Regions from separate parts of the Mus musculus genome. Here region 1 is linked to region 2. A link is a contact called in public HiChIP or PLAC-seq data. All regions are on one chromosome and are shown on one strand. The core of a region is the stretch at or near the end of the contact, and the rest is flanking DNA. Distances in the headings are between cores, read along the strand shown.

Region 1 (4,857 bases), core at 858-3,357, 240 kb after region 2:
CCACAGTTGATGGCTTCTGGCAGGGGGTCAGATGGAGAAGGACTCAACTTCTCTTCAGGGGCTGGCCACTGGAAGTTTGACCATGACCCAGTGGGTACATGGACAATGCAAAATGAACTTGGTTTTCATCTCCTTCTCTTCATCTTCTTCCTCCTTCTCTCCCTCTTCCTCCTCTTCCTCTTCCTCCTACTTTTCCTCCTCCTCTTCCTCCTTCCTCTCTTTCTCTCTTCCTTTTTAAAGGGGGTGTGGCAGGATGCCACAGGGGAGAAGAATGGATTTGGGACACCAGGAGGTGAGCAAGGTCAGGGTACATGATGTGAAATTCCTAAATTATCAATAAAAGTGTTAAAAATGCCAAGGTAAGGCGAAGTTAAGAACACTCGGGATGTCATCTGGCCCTTCTTTTCATCGTCATGGGCTAACCTGTGGTGGCCTATCTTCATTATCAGTTTGGTTGGACTTAGAGACACCATGGAAACACACCTGTGGGTGTGTCTATGAGAGTGTTTCTAGAAAGGTTCACTGAGGAGGAAGGACCCACCCTGAATGAAGACCCACCCTGACTGGACCACAGGCTGGGGTCCTGGGTTGAATGAAAGAATCCCAGGAAGCTCGGGAATTCATTCATCTCTGTTTCCTAGCTGCGGCTGTAGTGAAGTCAGGTCCCTCATACTCCTGTCGCCATGTCTTCCCTGCCGAGGTGGTGAGCTGAACCTTTAGACTGAAAATCGTAATAAGCCCTTCCTTAACATCTGTCATGTCCTCTGTCACAGCATGAGAATAGTAACTGGTGCCATGCCTCATCCGTATGGGGCTCACATTGGCTGCCACATCTGTCTGATGCAGTGCCATCTACGCTGACACAGGGCCCTGTGCTGGCCATGGTGGTGGCTCTATAAGGCTAAGGCAGCCCCAAGAGTATGGGTCTGCTAGCCTATTCTTATGTTCCTTTTGTTTGGGTTTCTTTGTTGTTGTTGTTGTTGTTGTTGTTGTTGTTGTTGAAAGGCAGGGCCTCATGTATCCCAGGCTGGTCTCAAACTTGCCAGAGATGACCTCAAGTTTATGATCTTCCTCCTTCACTGCCCAAATACTAGGGTCATAGGTGTGCTCCACCACACTTGTTTCATGCAATGCCGGGGATCAAACCCAGGGACTTGTACATGTTAGGCAGGCACTGCACCAACTGAGCTACATGCCTGCATGTCTAAGCTCTATCTCCTGTACCAACCAACCGGATATACAAGGTCTTCCAGGCCCAGCTATGTGCTGGTCTGAGTCATCTTCACCCCAAAGCTCTCAAACCTAGATAGCCACAGCAGGCTTTACTTTGCAGAAATCCTCCCCGACTCTACATGTCACTGTGCTAGTCCTGTGTGTGTGTGTGTGTGTGTGTGTGTGTGTGTGTGTGTATGTGTGTGTGTGTGCATGTGTGTGTGTATGTGTGTGTGTATGTGTGTGTGTGCATGTGTGTGTATAATAAATACTGCCTGCTTTCCCAGCCTCATTTTATGTCACCTGCCTCTGTGTCTCTTAAAGCCAGAAATGTTAGTTTCTATGTTTTTTTTACCATGAGCATCAAATTCTTCCTCATTTTTCAACGTAAATGGGTCCCCACCCCCCTGCCAACGTTTACTATCATGCCCCCTCACTCTCCAGTTAAGTCTCACCTCCCCAGACACCTTTATTTGACCATGCGATTCCTTCTGAATTTAGGGGTTCTATCATTTTCTTTACTAAGTAAAGCCTCACTGTGCTGTTCACTGCCTGGTGAAATACTGGTGGTTAGATGTGGCCTCTATGTTCTCTCCCAGGCTCCCCGATCTCATCTCATCAGGCCACATATGTGTGCTTACTTCTCTAACCCTCTACCTATGATTTGGATTCTTGGGTTCAGGGGCCGAGTGCTAATCGTCTTTGTAACCTCCAAGAACACCAGGCATGTGGCAGTCTTTTAGTAATGTTGACTTAATAGGTGAATAAGTTCATGGTGAGAGGAATGCTGGGAGCTCTGAAGGCAAGGACTAGTGTTTGTATGGGAGAAGAGGGCTTAGGTTAGACTGGAGGATGCTGGGAAAATTTTTGTCTAACCTGTTTGGGAAAGCACAGAGAGGGTTCTGTGTTTTTTGTGGACACAGGTATATCTGCATGTGTATACTCAGCCTGGAAAAGACATAAAGGGCTTCTAATAGATGAATATAGGGAAGGCAGATGGCCTCTGTCCTAGAAACTTAATCAGCAAGCCACAGAGGCTGTTTTCGGAACTCCCTGTGGGGTTTGGCTCAGCTAAGCGAACTCGGGAGCCAAGTTTGGCAGTAGAGGATGAAGAGAACTAAATTGCTCCACCTAAGAAATGAGAGGAATTTGGATTTTATCCCTAAGAGAGACATGGAGGAGACGGGGAAAGGCTTTCTGAATAATATGGTAAGTCTCGCCCTGAACTCTGAAAACGTCCGGTGGGTTTTTGAAACTAAGACCAGGAATGACTTCTTGTTCACGGGTTTTGTGTTTGCTACTGTGTAAGGAGCTTGCAAAGCCTGCCACATCACAGAAGCCCATGGGAGGGTCTACTGTGTTCTCTGTCTGGCTGAAGGAGACATGGTACAGGGTACCTAGCAGGAGTGGTGGGGTGAACTCGGACTGACTTGTTCATCCGACGCAAGGGTGCACTGTAGAAGTGTGAGGGACCTGGAACTGAGATTTAGATTTGCTTATGATACATTCATTCCTTTTGAACTTAGGACCCTCTAGTCTTGAAAGGGACAAAGCCACCTGCAGTCCATGGCAGTGTCTTGGGGTGTTCATTGCACAGCTGACAGCAGTGTTGCCATCCTGCCTGGAGATGGCCTATCAGTGTTACCTGTGCTTGTGTGGGAATCTGCATGGATAGGCTCACATGCTGGGTCCTTGTTAGACAAACATGCTACTGAGTATGTCCAGTGATCTTGCTTTGCTTCCTCACTGAAGTCCTTCCCAAGCTAGGAGCAGAGGGTTTCTCAGGACCAAGCCAGCCCCATCCCTCTCTGCATTCCCTGCTTGAATCTGCCTCCTCTCCTGCCCCTGCCTGTTTTCCCATTCTCTTCCTCCAGCTCCAAGTACAGCCAAAGCCCTTAACTAAGAGCATGAAAACAAAAAAAAATCAGGTCACCAGATGTGCTCCTTTCTGTCCTCTGGCTCCTCAAGACTCCTCACCACAAGTCAATAAATCCTAAGTGTATCTACAGCAAGCACTTGGCATCCCCCCAGCTCACTGTCCCCGCTGCCTAGTAACCAACCTGACTGAGGTGCTCGGATGAGTGCACCACACAGCTTACCCATGTCTCTGGCACCATGATATGGCTGGATTACTCGGTCTAGACAGCACACATAGACCCCCAGTGAGAGGTGATGTCTTTGAGCTATGGGTACCTACTCCTCGGGCTTCCTCTTCCTTGTGTTACATGGCCTGTCTGATACTCTGAGAAAACATCCTGTCTAGATGCTGGCGGGCTGAGGGAGCTGCAGCTCTGCCTCTGCTCCTAGGTGGGGCTCCCCCAAGCTGGCTCCCACCTAGACCTGGAAGGATAGATGAGCATCTGGGATTCTCATCGCAGATTGTTTACTGGTGGGTTTGCATGGCAGGTTAACAACCTCGCAGCAGCCTGCTCCCTGCCAGGGACTTTCAGGAACAATTTCTCCAAGCCAGTGTGGCCGGGTCTGGGCATGGGCTGCCCCCCCCCCCCTCCTTCAGCAGCCACGTGGATGTGACTCATGCAAGCTCTCTGAGCCCTTGCGGAGGGCAGCTAGAGGCCTGCCTGCATACACTTGCACGGAGTAGGGAACAATTCGGAGTCTCTGTGGCAATCTGGTGGGTCTCTGAAGCCTTTTGTACTTCTGTTCCCCAGATCTCTTGCCATCCGGGCCCGATGCAGCAGTGTGCCCCTGATGCTCTTGAAAACACTCACCCCCCCAACACCCCAAGTTACCTCTTTCTTCCCAGAGCACACAGTATAGTCAGAGCCCTACAATGAGGACACTTGGCTTTGCACCGGAACAGAATATGGATTAGCCCACGCCTAGAGCGAAGTACGCAACCTTGTTTTATCGTCATGAACTCTACTGCTCTTGTGGCGCTAAAATGGAGGCTGGGGTGGGGGGAGGCACGATGTACTTGTCTGGGCCCACAGAGCATGCGCAGTGAGTAATCACTGTGAATGTGGCGAAGAAAAGGGCACCGGTGTGGTTAGTTCATAAAGGGGCAAGGGATATATGGGAAATTCTCTGTACTTTCTAGTCCATTTTCTTCTAAAAGCCCTCCAAAAATATCTCACTTAATAAATACACTTTAGTAAATGTTTTTAAAGGAGATTGATTAATGGTCCTGTAGCAAGCACTTGATCTGGGATACAGGGCGGCTTCCTCGTGCAGTCTGTAGTCTTTCTGTCCAAGGCGTCAGTGAATACCTCATCGCTGGAGCTTTCCACGGTGAATGTCCTCCTGAAGATTTAACAGCAATACTTTGCCATTCATAGTTCCTCCCTAGACCTGTCTGCTCCACATTCCACGTCTAAGACTACCGAGCCTCCACGCATTTCTTACCGTGCAGTGGAGTGCTCAGCGCAGACCTTAAATAGATTCCTGTTGAGGGAACATGTGTGCATTAATGCATGTATGCATGAGTGGGTGAACTGATGGATAGATGAAGGAAGAGTGGGAGATACAGGGAAAGGGCGATAGAAAAGGAGCGAGAAGGGAGATGGAGAAAGAGGGAGGGGACAGGAAGAGGGAGAAAGAGGGATGGAGAAAGCAGGATGAATACAGGGATGAGTAAAGATTGGTGTTTCTGATTTGTCTTCCTGGGCATTGAAAAGACCCTTTTGG
Region 2 (4,859 bases), core at 163-2,662:
GGCAGAGGAGGCAGGAGGCAGAGGAGGCAGGAGGCAGAGGAGGCAGGAGGCAGAGGAGGCAGGAGGCAGAGGAGGCAGGAGGCAGGAGGCAGAGGAGGCAGGAGGCAGGAGGCAGGAGGCAGGAGGCAGGAGGCAGGAGGCAGGAGGCAGGAGGCAGGAGGCAGGAGGCAGGAGGCAGGAGGCAGGAGGCAGGAGGCAGGAGGCAGGAGGCAGGAGGCAGGAGGCAGGAGGCAGGAGGCAGGAGGCAGGAGGCAGGAAGCAGAGGACAAGGAGGCTTGTCTTGATAGGTTGACTTGAACAATGGGTAAAAATGGTTAAAAGGCTCACTTTCTTCCAGAGGGCCCTTCTGAGAGGTACCTTAGGGCTAACTGCTTTGAAAGACATCACTGTATGTGGTCTGACTTACAAACCAGTGTAGGGGTTTGTAAAAGACATTAAACAAACAAACAAACAAACACACAAACAAAACTAAGAGACCCCATGTCCAGTTATAATTCCTAGGGCTGCGGAGCAGTGAGCACGTGCTCAACCAGCCCAGTTTGTTCAGGGCTTTAAAAGTTTATAAATGAATACGGGAGACAAGCTGGCCTCAGGACAGGGCCTTTTGTTTCTAGCGACCAGGCTAAGTAAATGTCATCTGTTCCTTGGGGGCTGTGGTGCACACCAAGGCCCTAGCTCTAAGAACAGAAGCACAAGAATGTTCTTGGGATGCACAGGGACTCTTTCCTCAGAGGAGTATGCAAATTCTGGCAATGACCCGAACATGCCGGCTCACACGTGCTTGGGCCAGAAAGAACTAGCTACCTGTTCTTGGTCATGCAGGTGGAGGCAGAGGCTACCCGTGTGTCTTCATTCCAAGTTCTAGGAGCTGTAGATCACTGAAGTAGAACTCTCAAGGCAAGGTAGCCTTAGTTGTATCATCCCTGCCTTTCCATTTCTCATGCAACCCCCAGCAAGCTGCTTTACTCAGTGGCTAAGTACTTGGTATCAACTAGACAAAGTATTGCAGCTCAGGCTGAATAAGAGCCAAGCAAGGTTACGAAGTTTCTAGATACTATACAGTTAATGACGACCAGCATTTTCCCCACTAAAACAGAACATGTAACCCTAACACCTCTCTCTCCCTTCCTCTCCCTTTCTCTCCCAGCATGGGGGTGGGGAGGCAGAATTATACTCAGTAGCTTCCTGAGAATCCTGGCCCCTCGTCTGGAGTCAGAGGTGGTAGGGAAAGCCCGCCTAGCAGTCAATCCAAGTTGGTATTCATTAAGTTGTTCACATATTTGCGACAAATTAGATTTTTTTTTGGCTTTGGCTTTGGCTTTGGCACTGGATGGCTTTGGCACTGGATGCCGTTGGCTGCCCATTCAATGGGTTCCCCCACAGGTAGGGTGGGGCACTCTTTGTCTTGAAAACAGGTCGACAGCCAAGGACACTCAGAATCCGGGGCAGGGATACTCCACTGAGCTTCACACAAAGCAAGGAAATGTGTGTGCCTGGAAGGAGCAAGGACAGAGTGGAGGTCAGGATGTCAGGGACTCCACACTCGCTCAACACAGAGGCCTCCCAACCAAAACCCCCGAGGAAACAGACAGGCTCGGTGTGTGGGCGAACATTCTCTTTCCACTGAACAAGTTGGGGAGGGGGGAGGTCCATGAAAATGGGCAATTAAGTTCGCAGGGAATATGGCCTGCAGGGTGGGAAGTGGCCTCCACTCCCGGGGACTCACAAAATAAATCAGCAGCAGCTGGAGTGGAGAACCTTCTGGCTCTGAGAGAGAGGAGTGTGAGACAGGCCCTAGGTGAAGTCGGCCAGGATGGCATAGTTAGGATCATATTGTGAAGGGTGGGGCTGGAGGCCATTTTCATTCATTAGGAGGCAAGGGACAGGGAACCGTTTGGGCACACGGTGCCTGAGACTATAACCCAGGGCCCTATAACCCAGCAGTAAACCCCTCACTGCAGCTCAGCAGACAGTCGGGCTCCACCGGGGAGCAAAGCTGCTTTCAAAGCTCGAAAAGACTCATTGAGCTCTTTTCCAGACAGTCCTCAGCCTCCTCTGTCTGCCCTGCCATGGGAAGTCAGGTTCCCAGTGGGAAAGGCAGGGGAGGGTCTGGGAGAGGAGTGTTCTGGGCAGGGCATCTGGGTGCCCAGGCTTGCAGGGGCAGGGTGGCCAGGAGGCGGGACTTGCTGATTCTTTGCCCCAGGGGACCGAATAGAGCAGGGCTTGAGCCAGCTTGGGATTGCAGCTCTGGGTGGACAGATCGGTTTGAGGGGATTTTGTGTCGCAAAGATGTAAGATCCACAACACACCACACTGGGAGGGAACCACTCTTCTTCCCTCCTTTTGGTAAGGGCCGGAAAGTATTGCGAGGGCACCCGGGATGTCAGATAGTAAAGACCAGAGCCTGCTGTGGTGACTCGGGCCTGTTTCCTCAGCATTTGAGAGATTAAAGCAGGAGGATGGCCAGCCTGGACCACATGGTGAGCTCCCAGTCAGCCTGTGCTATAGAACCTCATCTCTAAAAACCTACTAAATATCAATTTAAGGGACTAACACCCTTTCCAAGGTGAGTCTGCCAGAGCAACCTACCTCATCATGCAGGGTAGGGGTGGCCACCTAGCTCCTCAGGTTCTCAATATTCTAATGATCACCTCCTGCCCCCTCCTCTGCCCACAAAGATCTTTTCAAAGATGTTACTCACTTACTTAAAACCCGATGTGGCTTTTACTCAGAGTGAAGCTGGGCACCGAGACCTTTGGTGGCCTCTAAGGCTACTTAGGAACCTCCAGTGTTTATCTATCTCTTCCCACTTCCCAGTCTTCATAGCGTTCTGGCTCAGCATACCTTCCTCTACTCTCGGAACACACCCCCTACCCCTCCTTCCGTTTCTGCACATGGCTGCTGCTGCTGTACCACCCCCTTCCCTAGCAGAACCTCTCCCAGGGCTGTCCCTGTCATCTTTCAGGTCTCTGTCCCCATCTCCGCCAGGCTAAGGCTGTCCTCAGCCGTGGCGCTCACCATTTTCCAGTCTGTTGTACAGCTTCCCTCTAAGGTCTTCTCATCCCTTACTTGCGGAGACCTTATTCATCCATTGCTTGCTCACCTCCTTCCAGAGCAGGGTGCTTGGCTTTGTTCTTAAGGCCTATAGCAGCAGTACCTGGCACAAGGCACACACTCAAGCCTGGTGAAGGAACCCAGTGGATGAGTAATGAACAACGTTGCTAATGTTCAAGTGATTGCTGTGTGGCAGGCACTGCAGCAGGCTCACTTCGCTTCTCGTTCAAACATCTGTAGCCAGTGGAGGAAGTTATCATGAACCCAATTTGATGCTCAAGGCAACTAAGGCTTGAAGAGGTCACAGGCTCCTTGCATTAGCAGGGGCAGGGTCTGTATCACCCACAGGAGGTAGCTGGTTGCCAACCTCTGCCCAAAGGATTTTGGGACACGAGAACAGTAGGGCTCAACGGAGGCTCCCTTCTAAGTGACCAACTTACCCTGTTTGCTGGTACTTCCAGGCAAATGGCCATCTTATTTCTTATGCCAGAGTGTTTACACAGTCACTTGTGTACCTCTGAGCAAGCCAGGGCTGCCTCTGTGGGATCCTGCCTTTTTCCTGTCCTCAGGGATGGCGCATCAGGTTCATCAGAGCCCATTCATGAAGCCTGCGCTCACTAAGTTTGAGCTCACTAAAGGCTCCTATGACCTTTTCTGGACTCAAACAAACAAAACAAAATACATTCTAGATCATATAAAAAGGTGGGACTTGCCCTCACCTAGATGTTTCCTCAAAGGGACATGCTTGCTCCTCTCTTGCCTTTTTCTTTCACACACAAGCGCACACACGCATGCGTGCACCCTTGAGTGCTCGAGACACGTGTAGAAATTTGTTTTTTCCTTTTCACTATGTATGGTCTGGGGGATCAAACTCAGATCATCAGATCTGGCAGCAGGGACCCTTCCTCACTGAGCCATTTCACCTGCCCCACACCCATTAGCTATTTGCCACCTTCAGGCCCCACCTTCAGTCACACAGACTGTACAAAAGCTTCCTTAAGAAGTCAAGTGGCTGCCCAGGTTCCCAGAGAGCTCCGCAGGAGGCCAGGGCGGGCCCTGGATGTTAGCCTGGGTAGCCTTGGGAATCCTCTCTGACATGTGGTGTTGCGCAGGAAAGCCATGTGGGTCTGGGAGCCCTGCCAATTCCCAATTTTGGGCTTTCCACTTCATTCTTTCCACCCCAGAGAGGCTTCCCAGCCCTGATCTCAGCAGCTTTAACTTCACACAAAGACTTGTCCAGCCCAGAAAAATGTTTTGGGCCCCGAACTCCACAGTGGCTTCTCAAATACTTACACAGCCTCCTGGAGAGGGAAGGAGGACTTGGCAAGAAGGCTATTCAGAAAACACAGGAAAAGGGGTTTCCCGAGAAATTCTCGGGGAAATTTCGCCCTCAGACAAATTTTCATAGAGAACATGAGAGAGACAGCCCCACCCAAACTGAGAGCGCGTCTAGCCCTTAGAACCAGGCTGAGCACATAAGTTGGGAGAGGCAAAGAGAATGTGAGTCTGTGAAGTCACTGCCTGCACGCATGCTGGGAGCTGCAGGGTGTCTGCTCCGTTTGGGCAGGCCAGAGTCAGGAGCAGTGGGCACCCGTGTCTGCTATAAGCCTGTGCAGGACCTAGGCCGGGAGGAGTGGAGCCCCAGCCTATAGCGGTGTGGCTCCTGCACGAGAGAGCCTGGTTAGTCTCCTGTTCACACCAAAGATGGTGTGGGTAGAGGCACCGTTTATCAGAATCAGCTCAGCCTCAGAAAGGGTGGATCTAGGTCATGAGGGACTTCCCAGCTATCTGAATTATGATGCCTT

What was found. HiChIP or PLAC-seq counts read pairs in DNA pulled down with a chosen protein or histone mark.
Region 1: a contact with region 2 is called in an H3K27ac HiChIP or PLAC-seq map of embryonic stem cells, with 5 read pairs. The contact joins the promoter of Bmncr here to the enhancer-like site in region 2. A contact is called at or near these places in 1 of 15 datasets of contacts at CTCF or cohesin (the NIH/3T3 cell line), 16 of 484 Hi-C or Micro-C datasets (the 3T3-L1 cell line, the HL-1 cell line, the HPC-7 cell line and 11 more) and 5 of 115 datasets of contacts at active chromatin or transcription factors (embryonic stem cells, pancreatic cancer cells and vascular smooth muscle cells).

The regions. Positions count from the first base shown.
Region 1 is chr1:133,975,174-133,980,030 of GRCm38.p6, forward strand. Bmncr (a long non-coding RNA gene) reads left to right here and starts at 2,108. Exons shown (of 5, transcript XR_878543.2): 1 at 2,108-2,421.
Region 2 is chr1:133,740,614-133,745,472 of GRCm38.p6, forward strand. All of the region lies in intron 1 of Atp2b4 (ATPase, Ca++ transporting, plasma membrane 4), which reads right to left. Among named protein-coding and RNA genes, the nearest start is that of Atp2b4, 11 kb to the right of the region's middle. Within about 2 kb of position 1,413, at least 37 of the 459 cell types and tissues checked have an H3K27ac peak or open chromatin away from gene starts, as enhancers often do. A contact at or near this core is called in embryonic stem cells and uterus, where this site is marked.